Linked DNA regions of Mus musculus: all the other regions are linked to region 3. A link is a contact called in public HiChIP or PLAC-seq and promoter capture Hi-C data. All regions are on one chromosome and are shown on one strand. The core of a region is the stretch at or near the end of the contact, and the rest is flanking DNA. Distances in the headings are between cores, read along the strand shown.

Region 1 (3,322 bases), core at 38-2,537, 150 kb before region 3:
TGCGTATTAGTTCTATTTGTCTGGGACGGTCACTCGCTTGTCAGCCAACTTTTCCCTTCTGGTTTTTCCAGACTCAGGTCAAACGTCACCTCCTCTTGAACTCGGCCTGGTGCATCCTCTCCTTTGCCCCAGCTGAACTTTTATTATTTGCACATCTTCTGAGCATTTTGTTGGTAGGGTAGAGCCTAGTCTACTGATGTTGGTTGTAAGGCTATGAGGGCAAGAGCCTGCTTCCTATTCTCTTTGGGTCTTTGGTACCTAATATATCTCTCTCTTTTTGAGACAGGTCTTATGTAGCCCAGGCTGGGCCCCTCAATATGTCGCCAAGGATATTTATCTTTGAATTTCTAATCTTCTTGCCTCTATCTCTTAAGTGCTGGGATCACAGCCTTGAGCCACCATGCTCAGTTTATGTAGAACTGGGGATTGAACCCATGGTTTCGTGCAGGCTAGGCAAGCACCTACCAACTGCACTGAGTCTTCAGCCTATGAACTTCTCTTCACTGATTCTTTGATCCCGAGCTTTGATAAGCTATGTGATCTTGGGTGACCCATTTAACTTTCTTGCATTTTAGTGAAAACAGTAAGTCCTTTGTGAAGATGAGGTGAAATAAAACAGACTGATGCTGTGTAGCTCACACTCCACTTCTCTAAGGACTTGCTATGTTCACTAAATGCATCACTCCTTTGATCTGCATGCTTTTTACTCTATTGTTGAGGTTCTGACAGGAAACCCATGCTCTGACACAAGCTAGGCATGTGCTAAGCTATCATTAGTCTGACTGTGCGCTCTCTTGCCTTGGGACCTTCTCTATCATCAAACGCCCTTTGCCTCCAGACTCCTCTTCTGCTTACAAACCCCTTCTTGTGTCTCCCATTCTGTACACAGGCTCCCCTCAGCCCCACCTCCATCTGGAGTGGGACTTTCTTCTCTGCATCCTGCCAGAGCCCTTCCCAGAGTGTTTCCCTTGGCTTCCATAGCCCTCACACCCACTTCTTTGTTAACCAACACAATCTGGATCCTGCCCTCCCACAGCCTCATCACTGTGTCCTCTGAGAACTCTCTTGCTACTGGGTGGTAGCCCAGGTTTGCTCACTGGATTTCTGGGGCATCCTGGGGTCATCTCCTGGCCTAAGCCACTCCTCCCTGTCTGCCTTGACTCTGCCCTTGCCGGAGTCTCCTTTTCTTTCCTCAACAGCTAGTTGCTCTTTTCTCCTCAGTGTTGATTCAAGGCTCCACCCAGAGCCTCTTGTCTTCTCTCTGCCCTCCTGGGTGGTCACACCCTCTCCTGAGACAACTGCTAGCACAGCTTTGCGTGTGGCTCCTGCTCTGGTTTTTACTAGCAGCTTGACACATCTTGACTCTTTTCAAAATGAATCATTTTTTTAAATGTATCTTTTTAAAAAAAAGACATGGGCCCTCGGGAGGCAGAAGCAGGTTGATTTCTGAGTTCAAGGCCAGCCTGGTCTACAAAGTGAGTTCCAGGACAGCCAGGGCTATACAGAGAAACCCTGTTTCGAAAAAACCAAAAAAAAAAAACCAAAAAAAAAAAAAAAAAAAAAAAGACATGGGTGCTGGGAACAAAACTTGGTTCCTCTGCAAAAGTAACGCATAACACAGGCTCTTAAGCACTGAGCCTTCTCTCTAGCACCTCCGGGAGTCTTTCCTATTGGAGAATTATCTAGATCAGGGTGGCCTATTTAGTCCTGTCTGTGGAAAATGCCTTGATTGTTAATTGTGGTAGAAAGACCCTGCCCACTATGGGAGGCATCATTCTCTATGCAGGGAGAGTCCTGAACTGCATAAGACAGAATAAAGAGAGATGGCAGCCAGCTTCTTCTCTCTTTGCATTGACTGTGGATTTGATACGTTAGGTTCCTGCCTTGAGTTCCCTGAAATAATGGAATATAGCCTGCAATTATCAGTAGAATAAACTGCTTCTTTCCTAAACTGTTGTCAGAATCTTTTATCACTACAACAGAAATGAAAGTAGGACCTTCCCAGGCCACAAGGTTAGTGGGGCTGGCGTTCTATGTGTCCAGCTGCTGGGCAGATATTTTTAGCGGTCTTGTCCCAACCCAGAAGCACCGTCGCACTGCCCTTTCCCACGCATTCTCTTCCGCCCCTGCTCCTGTTACTTCTGTTAATGTCCCCATCATTCTTTTGCCATCGGATGCTCCTGCTGCGTATCCAGTCTCTTGCCAAGCAGGTGCTCTCATTAAAGCAACCCTGTCTGCCCAGTTTGACTTCCCACTGTCCCGCTGAGGGGCTTCAGTATCTCTCAAAAGCATCTCTGTAGACCTTCACCAAAAAATATGTATTGAGCACTTGAAAATAAGAAACCAGTACCCTATGTGGCTATTCTAGGATGCTGAGAGCCAGGAAGGGGCTTATATAAAGGCTCACTATCCAAGGGGGCCAGAAAGAGGGAAGTACGTAGAGTAGGGTATACTCAGGACCCTGTGCCTGCCCTCCCTGGCCGCCACCGATCCTCTACTGCAACCTATGATGTCTGCTGTGCCCGGAAAGCATTCCTTAGATCTGTGACAATTCCACCAGTCCCCTTCCTTAGTGGGAGGCCTCAGCATGCCTGATCAGGTCTTTACAAAGTGCCCAGCAGCTTCTCTAAAGTCAATACCCATTTCTTCCCTTACCCTCCACCACAGCCCATCCTCCCTCCACCACAGGCCACCCTCCCTCCACCACAGCCCACCCTCTACCACAGCTTATCTACTCTCCACCACAGCCCACCCTCCACTACAGCCCACCCTCCATCACCTTCCTCCACCATAGCCTAAGATCCCTTTACCATAGCTCACCCCCACCACCACAGCCCACCCTCCACCACAGCCCACCCTCCACCACAGCCCACCCTCCAGAGCTCTAAAGAACCCTTGCTTCTGTCCCTGCACCTTCTTTGAGCTCCCACAGCTGTTCTGACAAGTTGTCCGTCTGTCCCTAGAAGATGTGACCCTTCTGTCCAACAGAATGGCCAGGAGGAGCAAACCCTCTTCTGCTGGAGACTCAGAGGGCAGCAAGCCCAGCTGTGTCTTCACCAGCAACAAGAGCCCTGCCGAATGGAGCAGACAGATGGCTTGTCAAAGAATATAGATAAGAACAACGCCAGCCATCTTGGTAAAGGCTGTCACCAGGAGCTGGAGGGCAGCCAACTGTGTGGCACCAAGATCTGTGCATGCCTATGGAGGGAACCCAGAGTCCTGGGAAATATCCTGTGTCCCCTGGTGGCCTGTCCAGTGTCATCTTGGTTTCTGCTTCCCACACCACACTGATGCTCGTTCTCCCCGGACTCAATTTCCACAT
Region 2 (3,388 bases), core at 193-2,692, 240 kb before region 3:
TAGTCTGTGATGCACAGCCTGTCCTCTGTAACCTTGTCTTGAGACCTTTTGGATGTCTTGGAGGGAGGGCGGTATGAGGGGCCCATCCTCCCATCTCTTTAGTTTGGCTTTCCTGAGTGATACGGGTTGTTCCAACAATAGAGAAGGAGGCATGATATGCCCTGGCTCAGAGGGGAAGACTCTGTCCTTCAGGGGCACTGAGCTGCGCCATGCTAGGTGGTCTGGAGCTCCGAGAGCCTGCCTGGAACCAGCCTGGCCTGCCTCAGTGAGGATTAAAGGATTAGATGAGAGAATACAGTGGGGGAATTTACTGAGTTGGCAAGGGGCCCAGGTTGGTGCCACCTGGGCCACAAGGGCTCACTCGGGCACAGACCCTTGCACGACTGCTTCAGGTGGGTTTTTTTTTGTTTGTTCTGGTTGTCCTGAGATGATAATGCCATATAACCCTTTTAAGACATTGCCTTGGGGGCTGGAAAAACAGCTCAGAAACTCACGTCATTACAACGTTTGTATCTCTAGCTCTGGGGGAATCTGAAGCCTCCGGTGTCTGCGTCACGTGCGCTCACGTGCGTTTACGTGCACATAACCTCATGGAAGCACGCACCTACATATAATTAAACACACACGAAAAAAATCTTAGGAGGAAAAAAAAAGAGAATAGCATTGATTCCCTCCTCATGTCTCCATCTCCCAAGTGCCAAGATTGCAGGTCATACCACATCTGGCTTATAGTTTCCTATCTACTACCTGAAGGGAACAGTTTCCTCTCCTTAAGAAGCACAGCAGACCCCGAGGCTGCTGAGAACGTGGGAAACCTAAAAGCGGTGTGATAGCTTCTCCTTCTGGGCCTTGATGCCACTCCAAGGGCAGGTTTGGGATCAGTCCCCCACGTCCCTCTTGGAAGCGAGCCCTCAAGAGTTCAAGGCCATATTGAGCGAGCGAGGCTGCCTGCCGTATCTGGGCTCTTCACTCCCACACACCAGTGTGTGCCTTGAGTGTGTAGCCCTCCAGTGTGTCCCACAGCACAGGCAGCTGCTTGCCCCTTAGCATTTCCTGGGGAAGCTGCTCTGAATGACTCCAGATGACGATGGAATGGTCCAGCAGGCAGGGAGAGGGGTCAGAGGGCCAGATGCCTGGGCCAAGCGAGAGATTGCCTCCTTCTTCTCCACTCGTCTTCCTTCTCCTCCTCCTCCTCCTCCTCTTCTTCCTTCTCCTCCTCCTTTTCTTTTTTTCCCTCCCCTTTTGTCTTTTTCCTCCTCTTCTTTTTTCTTTCTTTCTACATTCTACTTTAAGGAGAAACCCAACCCACTTGCCCTTGGGAGCCCATGAGAGCTCCACCTCAGCTTTTTTTTTTTTTTGCTTCTGGAATCTGACCCCTGTAGGGCGGGGCTGATATCAGAAGGCAGCCAGCCAGCCCTACTACCCGTGCCTGTGTACAGGGGCATCAGGGCTGCCCTTGCTGTTTGTAGGGCTGCCCTGCTCTCCACACACAGACTCGGAGGTTCCTAGACTCTAGGGTCTGCTGTGGGCTGCCATAACGTTCTCTTAGTTTCTTACTGAGAGGCAGGAGGCCCTGTGTGTATCAGTTCTCACAATCGTATTGTCAAAAAGGGAAGAGCTGCTTTTGTGGGGCTCCCTCTTTGGTTGTTGGCTTCTCTTTTTTTTTTTTTTGTCTTTTGTCTTTTGTTGTTGTTGTTGTTTTGAGCCGGGATCTCACTGTATCCTTGGCTGGGCTGGCATTACCTATGTAGTTTGAGATGGAATTCTCCTGCCTCAGCCTCCTGGGTGTTGGTATTTTAGGTGTGAGTCCCTACTCCTAGATTAAGAAGGGGCTGTTTTTATTACGTAGGTGGGGTCACTGAGGTTTGGAGAAGCCACGCTGATGAAAGCTCACCATCTTTCTTATCTAGCCACGGCCCCCTGACTGTCAGTCCATCCGTCCGGCTGGGACTCTAACTCCTTGTCTCTCAGGACCACTTGCCCAGCCCACAGGCAGGCAGATTTTGAGCTTAGCTGATGGGGCCTCAGTGCACAGCTGGAGCTGTTCTATAGGACTGACTGCCCATCACACCAGCTCAAAGGAGGTTAACCCAGGCCGGCCTCAAACCCCTGCTAATCCTTCCAACTCAGCCTCCTGGGGGCTGGGATTACTGGTGTTTGTGCGCCTCTGCCCAAACCAGGCCTGGTGCCCTGGAGACTTCCTCTGCTTGGGCTGCTAAGTTAGGTGCTAGCAGGGTAGAGCTAATAAAGCCAACAGGTGGTAGCCTCGGGATGGTGACACACTGGAGGGTCTGTGTGATCCCAGTCAACGGGGTGGGAGGTGAAGGAATTGACCGTCTGCATTGGGGGCACAGATCTGTTCCTGGACCTGCGGACCTGCAGGACCATGTGGAAAAGAAAGCTTTGGGTGGTGTGTCTCTCCCACTGTCTACCATCTGTGCAGTCTGAGCCCTTTGTTTGTTTGTTTGTATTTCTTTCCCCCTCATAGTTTTTTTCCTCCCTCTGTAGTGAAATAGAGATGGAGACCCATTTGCCTGGAAGTTGGGGGCTGGGCCTGTCGCTAAGGGCTTGGCAGGACCGGCCTGGCTAGTGATAGATCTGTGGCTGCTGTGGGGGCAGGGCTAGCTAGGGCTTTGTGTGGCTGGCTGGAAGCAAAGTGGGAACCTTTCTCCCCTTCCCTGCCCCACTCCAGCAGGGCAGGGCATCCTGGGCTCCTTCCAGGGCTGCCTGCTTCCTGGCCTGGCTTCATGTGTGGGCTCTTTCCTTTGGGGAGCTGCCTGGGCCGTTTCTGCCTTGTTCCCCCACTGCTGCATTGGTCCCGAGACTGGTGCTTTGGGTGTCTGTAACCTCCCCAACCACAGAGCTGCCCAGAAGTAACACTCTGAGCCTTGCTGTCAAAGCTGGCAGTTGTCCCCAGCTCCCCTCTTCTCACTGTACCCCTACTAAATAGAGACAGTATCCTTGGGTTGGAGTTGAAATAGAGAATGTGTGTGACCAAGTCCAGGCCCTCTCCCTGGCAGATGTGCTGGGAGTCTCTCTGTTCTTCTGTTCCTTGTCACCTTCATAGAGTGTTTTAGGAAATGCCGTGTGTGTGTGTGTGTGTGTGTGTGTGTGTGTGTGTGTGTGTGTGTGTGTGCACAATGCCTCTCCCTCACTCATCTTGGGGCAGGGTTCTCACTCCTGCCTTGGATCCTGTGACCTGCATGGCAGCCACGCACCCTGACAAGTGGCACTCTTACTGAGTGTAGTAGCACTATGTGTAATCGAGAATGAAAAAGACTAGGGAAGACTTGGTAAAGCTCCTGCCCCCTCAATTCTCAGCACCTAGGTAAAAAAACAAAACAAGACCATAATCCCTCTGTGGGGACGTTAAGACCAGAGGACTCTG
Region 3 (3,362 bases), core at 231-2,730:
CATTAGGAGTGGGAGGTGGAATGTAAGCGACAGCCTCCCCCACCTCTTTCAGTGCCCGCAGTCTGGGCTCCGCCTGCCTTCATAGGAGAATAATTTATTCATTGTGACTCCCGCAAGAGTAACAATCATAGATAATTAGGGTTAATTATGACATTCATTAATTACGATGACTTCTTCTTTTGATTCTGCCCTCTCTCCTCCCCTCTCCTGGTTCTCCAAGCGGGGGGTGGGGCTGCCTCTGGCTCTGGAACCGCAACACTCCGGGTCCCCGCCCGCCACCGACGGCCCGCGCTGCCGCAGCCCCCAGCGCCGGCTTGAAAGCTGCGCACCCGGGGCCGCAGCCTTTCGGGCCCCCAGCCTAACCGGTCCGCGAGGTGCGTGCCAGGCTGCTGTGGGTCAGAGAGGGACGCCGGAGACACACAGAGGAGCACGTAGGGAAGCAAAGAGAAGCGGAGAGTCTGCACGCTCCGAGGAGACGGTTGTGGCTAGGAATTCAGAGGCAGGAGAGAGGGGGCCCCGGGGAGCCGCAGACAGCGATGTGGCGGCCCCGGGAGGGTGCGCCCCGCACGCACACACGCGCGCGTACACCGGCCCACACCCGCTACACACGGCCACACACGCCCTGCGCCTCCGCTGCGCCGATTCCCTCCAACAAAGCCGAGTTACAACCGCCCAGGAGGGAGCCGGAGCGCGTCGGCGCCTCGCGCGTTCTGGCGGGTCGTGCTCGTGTGATCTGCTCCTTGGGTCCCCTCGTCGCGAACCCTCTCCTCCTTCCCCGGCACGGCGCGCAGCCTTAGGAATCACGCGGGCCCGGTTTAGCTTCCGTAACCCCAAAGGGACCCAGCCACTGTGATCAGCGCTCCAAGTCAGAGATGCCCGGGCGGGGCCAGGCCTCGCACCCCACGACTTACCTTGGTTTCTTGGAGGGTGGAGACGGTCCCTGGGGGGGTATGGGTGGCCGCGTCATCCGGTTCATTCTCCTTCTCGCTCATTTCGGTCATGGTTGGGGTATAAAGGAAGAGAGGGTGCGGAGACCCGACGGCAGGCCCGCTGGGGTCAGGCTGTGAGTGGCGGGCGTCTCTTTGGGACTCTCAAGCCTTTCTCCAGGGGCAGCTCTTCAGTGACCCCAGGAGAAACCCTCCCAGGCAAAGCAGCCCCCTAACCCCAGGCACCAGGGGAGAAAGTTGTCGGTGTGGCAGGGGAGAGGGAGGCAATTACCCCGAGCCGCGGAAGCTGGACGACCCGGGGTGTGAGGACCAAGGGTCTGCAGAGGATGCTGCGCTCCGCGGGAGGAGGAGGGAAGTAGGGATGCGCGGATGTGCAAAGCCAGGGAACGACCGAGCTGTCCGAGTCCGGCCGGCTCCGCCGTCCTCTGCGCCCGCCCCCCATCTCCCTCCCCCTCCCCGCGCCGGCCCCAGCCTTGCACCCGGCGGCCCCTCCGCCCAGTCCTAGCCTCCCAACTTTGATTTAGGAGGTCGCCTGGTCCCTCCCCCTTCCCTCCGCCACTCCCCCGCGCAGCTATGCAAATGAAGGTTCTCAGCTATTGGCTGCGGTGGTGGCTAGGAGGGCCAGCTGGGTGGAGTCTTGGGGGGCTCGACAAGATGGGGAGGGGTTTGGAGGGTAAAGAAGCGGAGGGGTAGTTTTACAATGGAAAGCCCGAAATGGGGGCCGATAGGTGGGGAGACAAAATTGAAGGAGGGCTGGGACAATGATACTAGAGTCTGGAAATGCAAATAATTCGAGGATGCCGCAGAATAGCCGAGAGGAAAATCAAAGTTACAGCGTTCTGATAGTGCACATTGGAAGATGCCGCACCTTGACAGAGAAAAAGACCCGCTCGCCCCATTAACTTGATGCCTTTCTAGAATCTCATCAAATTATACATACCACTACTAGACTTATAGACGCTCCCTGAAGCAGAGAACAGGCTGTTTTGTGTGTGTTTATGATCCGCGTGCTCTTATGTCTGACTGTATGAGAAGCGCACGTGTGAGTTTGGTTGGCAGAGGTTAGCTTCCAGTTCCATTCCTCAGGAGCCATCTACCAAGAAATTTGAGTCTGAGTCTCTCATTGTAAGCCAATTTGGCTAGAGTGGCTGGCCGTGGAGCCCCAGAAATCCTGTCTACTTTCCCAGTGCTGTGGATTTGGCCCTTTTAAATAGAGGCTGGAGATTAAAGTCAGGCCCTTATACTTGAATGATTTTAAACTATCCTAGCGTGCCGGGGCGTGGTGGCACACACCTTTAATCCCAGCACTTGGGAGGCAGAGGCAGGAGGATTTCTGAGTTCAAGGCCAGCCTGGTCTACAGAGTGAGTTCCAGGACAACCAGGGCTACACAGAGAAATCCTGTCTCAAAAAACCAAACCAAACAAAACAACAACAACAACAAAAAACTATCCTAGCAGTCTACATTTTTTATTTTTGAGACAGGGTCTGTCTATGTCTCCCAGGTTGGCCTGGAATGCACTATGTAGCCCAGGCTGGCTTCAAACGCATCATCTTCCTGCTGCAGTCTCCCTAATGTTAAGGTTACAGACTGAAGACACCTTAATGAGTCAAAAGTGAAGCCAAACCAGGCATGGTGGTGCATGCCTATAATACCAGCAACCGAGAGCCAGAGGAAGCCATATCTCTCTGTGAATTTCAGGCCAGTCTCATCTACAAAGTAAGTTCAGACCAGTTAAGATTATAGTGAGATCCTATCTCAAAAGAAAAAATAGCCGGGCGGTGGTGGTGCACGCCTTTAATCCCAGCACTTGGGAGGCAGAGGCAGGTGGATTTCTGAGTTCCAGGCCAGCCTGGTCTACAGAGTGAGTTCCAGGACAGCCAGGGCTACACAGAGAAACCTGTCTTAAAAACTAAAAACAAAAAACCAAAATCAAAAACAAAAAAATAAAAAATAAAAATAAAACAAAACTCAAACTGAAAAAAAGGCTAGGGCAGACAGCTTTTCGTTGTGGATGGAAAATCAGGCAACCATGAGCCTTAGTTTTCCTGTCTGGACTTGAGCAGAAATGGACTTCCATTATCATCCAGGAAGTCTCCAAACCTCTCTAAGTTAGGCTCTTCTAAAATCCTGCAACACCTGAAATATGGTCACCCATAGGCCCTGGTGTTCTCTCCCCACTCAGTCTGAAGGTGCTTCCTCTTATTCCTCTTCCTCTTCTAAAATATCTTTATTCTTATTTTATGTGCATTAGTGTTTTGCCTACATGTGTAGGTGTGAGAGTGTCAGATTCCCTGGAACTGAAGTTACAGACAGTTGTGAGCTGCCACATGGGTGTTGGGAATTGAACCCAGATCCTCTGGAAGAGCAACCAGTGTTCTTAACCACTGAGCCATCTCTCCATCCCCTAAAGGTG
Region 4 (3,196 bases), core at 356-2,855, 140 kb after region 3:
GTGTACTTACATATATAATAAATAAAATCTTTAAAAAAAAAATAATTAGGGGTTTTTTTTGTTTTGTTTTGTTTTGGTTTTTGGAGACAGGGTTTCTCTGCGTAGCCCTGGCTGTCCTGGAACTCACGCTGTAGACCAGGCTGGCCTCGAACTCAGAAACCGCCTGCCTCTGCCTCCCAGGTGCTGGGATTAAAGCTGTGGGCCACCACACCTGGCTCCCTTTTTCCTTTTCTTTTGGTGCTGGGAATTGAACCCATGGACAAGAAGACATTACTCTAACCACTGCTCTACATTCCCAGCCTCTAAATTATCTTTAAATTAACATACAAAGCAATGCATATCATTTTGGCATTCTTATACATATAGGCCATTATACTTGGTCCAAGTCCTCTCCCTCTGAGAGCCACACTGCCCCAACCTCCAAACAGCCAAACCTCTCACTTCATTTCATATTCCACTAACCTTTCTATCCTGCAGACCTCCTTTGTTCCCACATGGTCCCATGTTTTCACAACCAACACACACCAACACATACCTACGTCGAGATTCCTCATAAGAGAAAATGTGCTATTTATCTTAATATGGCTTATTTTGAGTATCGTCCACTTTGCTACAAATGTCGAGACTTCATTTTTGGATAAGCCAGTCCAGGTCGTGGGAGGGAGTATCTGAACCAAGAATCAAACTCTTAGCTGGCCGAGAGGTGTGTAAGCCCGCACTTGGGAGGCTGAGGCAGGGGGACCTTGTCTCAAGAAACAAAGAAGATTCTATCCCTTCCCTTTTCTTCCCTCAACTGGGAAACTGGTTTGGGGATTGTTCCTGCCAGTTTATAGTTCTGAACACCTCTCCCCCAAGCTTTAAAGCCACCGGTCGTGCACAACTGAAAGCAGTTCGTAAAGACACAGCACAGTATTTGAACACTATGACCTTCCAAGTAATAAACGGCCCGCTTTTACTATGATGAAGATCGAACCAAGCAAGTCACTCCGGCTAAAACACCCTCCATTACTTTGACATTACATTGTTCTAGTGTCATCTTCAGCGATCTCTCCTGGAACAAAGCATCAACAAGTTTCAGTTTCCCTCTCCTTGGGTCCCACCGGGCTAAGCTCAAAGTACCCTGAGGCTCAACTTCCTCGTCCCTCGTCCCGCAGAAAACCTTTCACGAGTGGAGGAGACGGGGGAGCAGCGCCCCGGAGGAGGCGCTCCAGCATCTGTAGGGCTCGGTCGGGATCTAAGATGCACATTCCACCAGGATCCGGTCCCACGCACGGTGGCCCTGGAGGGGCGTGGGTCCCCACCTCCTCTCTCGGATTGGCTCGCCGCAGCGGTGTACCGCCCCTCCTTCCCCGCCACCCCCCAGTCACTCACCCTCGGTTTCCCCCTGAGCCTTCATCCTGACAGCGGGGAGGTCTTGGGTCCGCCACGAGCCGGGGAGCCTTTCCCCGCCACTCAGAGGGGAACCAAGTTAGCCTGGGCTCCGGGGAAGCGGCGCACCAGCGGCCCCGACTCTTCCGGGGAAGGCTCAGTCTGAAGTCCCCGGCGGCAAGAAGAGAAGGGTGCTCGCGGCCGCCGCCATCTTCCCCAACGGAACTTCCCAAAGATCGCGAGATTAATCGTGTTCCTGTGAGACGGAGGAAGAAGGAACCGCACCAAAGTCTCGCGGAGGTTGGCTGATTTCGTCCTCCCCGCAGGATCTCTAGCAGGCCCGGCTCCGATTGGCTCAGAATTCACACCTTGGCGTCTAAGGGTGTGTGCCCAGAGTTGACATCTCTCTGAAAGTTTATGTTTGCATCCCGACAGTTACACAATTTGTAAATTAAAAGCGTTAGCTCTTCCGTCCCGCGGTGGTGGCGGCTCAAGCCTTTGATCCCAGCAGACAGGCGGAACTCTGAGTTCGAGGCCAGCCTGGTCTACAGTGTGAGTTCCAGGACAGCCATGGCTACACAGAGAAACCCTGTCTCAAACGAAACAAAATGTTTGCTCTTTGAGCACCTGGAAAAGTGGCACACTCCTATAATCCCAATGAGGAAGGGGATAGTGAAAACCGGTCCTTACAAAATAATCTCTACTGAAAGATTTCCAGTGAGTTTTAGTGTTTGGGTGTTTAGAGTTTGCCTGGTGGTGGCGCACACCTTTAATCCCAGCGCTCTGAAGGGAGAGGCAGGTAGATCTCTGAGTATGAGGGCAGCCTGGTCTACAAAGTTTCTGGACAGCCAAGGCTACAGAGAAACCTTGCCTGGACAAAAACAAAACAAAACAACAAAAAAGTAAGATTTGTAAGATGACAAGACTTGTAACTCACCAGCAACATACCTGATTAGCATGTCTGAAGTCCTGGGTTTAATTCCTAGAGAAAGTGGGAAGGTGAAATTTCCTGAAGAACCAGAAGCAGTTATGTTGTTTAAAAAAAAGAAAGAAGGGGCTGGAGAGATGGCTCAGTTAATTTAAGAGCACCGACTGCTCTTCAGGAGGTCCTGAGTTCAATTCCCAGCAACCACATGGTGGCTCACAACCATCTGTAATGAGATCTGACTCACTCTTCTGGAGTGTCTGAAGACAGGTACAGTATATATATATACACACACACACACACATACATATACACATATACACGCATACATACATATATATATAATAAATAAAAGAAAAAGAAAGGAACTAGGGAGGCAGAGGCAGGCAGATTTCTGAGTTGGAGGCCAGCCTGGTTTACAGAGTGAGTTCCAGGACAGCCAGGGCTACACAGAGAAACCCTGTCTCGAAAAACCAAAAAAAAAAAAAAAACCCAAAAAACAAAACAAACAAACAAACAAAAACAAAACAAAAAAAGAATGACTTCACACACACAAAGAAGATGATTTTTGGAAAACATTATCATCGTTTACCATGTTGAGCTTGGCTCTGTACAGAAATTAACAGTATATTGATCTAAATTGAGCTTAATTTGTTTCCCATTTGTACAGAGGTAATGCACAATTTATAGTAAATAAATAAGGACTTAACCTATATCAAGCACAGAAACTGTTAAAGTAATATCTAAAATTCTTAAAAAGAGGACCGCAGTACTTTAGGCTTTTGTTGCTGTTTGTCTTATTGGTTTTGAGACAGGGCTCCTGTAGCTCTGGCTGCTCGGGGCCTGGATGCATGGTCAGACTGGCCTGACTTCACAAAGATCCACCGGCTTCCTCATCCTGCT

The links. Promoter capture Hi-C pulls out the DNA fragments that hold promoters and counts their contacts. HiChIP or PLAC-seq counts read pairs in DNA pulled down with a chosen protein or histone mark.
Region 1: a contact with region 3 is called in a promoter capture Hi-C map of embryonic stem cells, with 2.0 times the contacts expected there. The contact joins the enhancer-like site here to the promoter of Stac2 in region 3. A contact is called at or near these places in 17 of 39 promoter capture datasets (the 3T3-L1 cell line, the C10 cell line, the HPC-7 cell line and 9 more), 1 of 15 datasets of contacts at CTCF or cohesin (the NIH/3T3 cell line), 8 of 484 Hi-C or Micro-C datasets (B cells, the G1E-ER4 cell line, Th1 cells and 5 more), 6 of 115 datasets of contacts at active chromatin or transcription factors (craniofacial prominence, embryonic stem cells and pancreatic cancer cells) and 5 of 9 other capture datasets (adipose tissue, embryonic stem cells, liver and 2 more).
Region 2: a contact with region 3 is called in an HNF4G HiChIP or PLAC-seq map of pancreatic cancer cells. The contact joins the enhancer-like site here to the promoter of Stac2 in region 3. A contact is called at or near these places in 1 of 39 promoter capture datasets (embryonic stem cells), 1 of 484 Hi-C or Micro-C datasets (embryonic stem cells), 10 of 115 datasets of contacts at active chromatin or transcription factors (bone marrow-derived macrophages, double positive thymocytes, embryonic hindbrain and 4 more) and 2 of 9 other capture datasets (adipose tissue and liver).
Region 4: a contact with region 3 is called in an H3K27ac HiChIP or PLAC-seq map of embryonic stem cells, with 9 read pairs. The contact joins the promoter of Med1 here to the promoter of Stac2 in region 3. A contact is called at or near these places in 3 of 39 promoter capture datasets (3T3-L1-derived adipocytes, macrophages and stem cell-derived epiblast-like cells), 2 of 484 Hi-C or Micro-C datasets (embryonic stem cells and trophoblast stem cells), 8 of 115 datasets of contacts at active chromatin or transcription factors (the SCID.adh cell line, bone marrow-derived macrophages, embryonic stem cells and 3 more) and 3 of 9 other capture datasets (adipose tissue, liver and pancreatic islet).

What each region holds. Positions count from the first base shown.
Region 1 is chr11:97,905,019-97,908,340 of GRCm38.p6, forward strand. No RefSeq gene overlaps it. Among named protein-coding and RNA genes, the nearest start is that of Fbxo47, 23 kb to the left of the region's middle. Within about 2 kb of position 1,288, at least 16 of the 459 cell types and tissues checked have an H3K27ac peak or open chromatin away from gene starts, as enhancers often do. A contact at or near this core is called in Th1 cells and embryonic stem cells, where this site is marked.
Region 2 is chr11:97,816,104-97,819,491 of GRCm38.p6, forward strand. All of the region lies in intron 3 of Lasp1 (LIM and SH3 protein 1), which reads left to right. Among named protein-coding and RNA genes, the nearest start is that of Lasp1, 18 kb to the left of the region's middle. Within about 2 kb of position 1,443, at least 170 of the 459 cell types and tissues checked have an H3K27ac peak or open chromatin away from gene starts, as enhancers often do. A contact at or near this core is called in adipose tissue, bone marrow-derived macrophages, embryonic stem cells and 3 more, where this site is marked.
Region 3 is chr11:98,051,982-98,055,343 of GRCm38.p6, forward strand. Stac2 (SH3 and cysteine rich domain 2) reads right to left here and starts at 1,481. Exons shown (of 11, transcript NM_146028.4): 1 at 912-1,481. The coding sequence starts at 1,001.
Region 4 is chr11:98,191,688-98,194,883 of GRCm38.p6, forward strand. Med1 (mediator complex subunit 1) reads right to left here and starts at 1,606. Exons shown (of 17, transcript NM_001080118.1): 1 at 1,372-1,606. The coding sequence starts at 1,396. It overlaps Gm38963 (a long non-coding RNA gene), which reads right to left. Exons shown (of 4, transcript XR_880193.2): 4 at 2,249-2,350.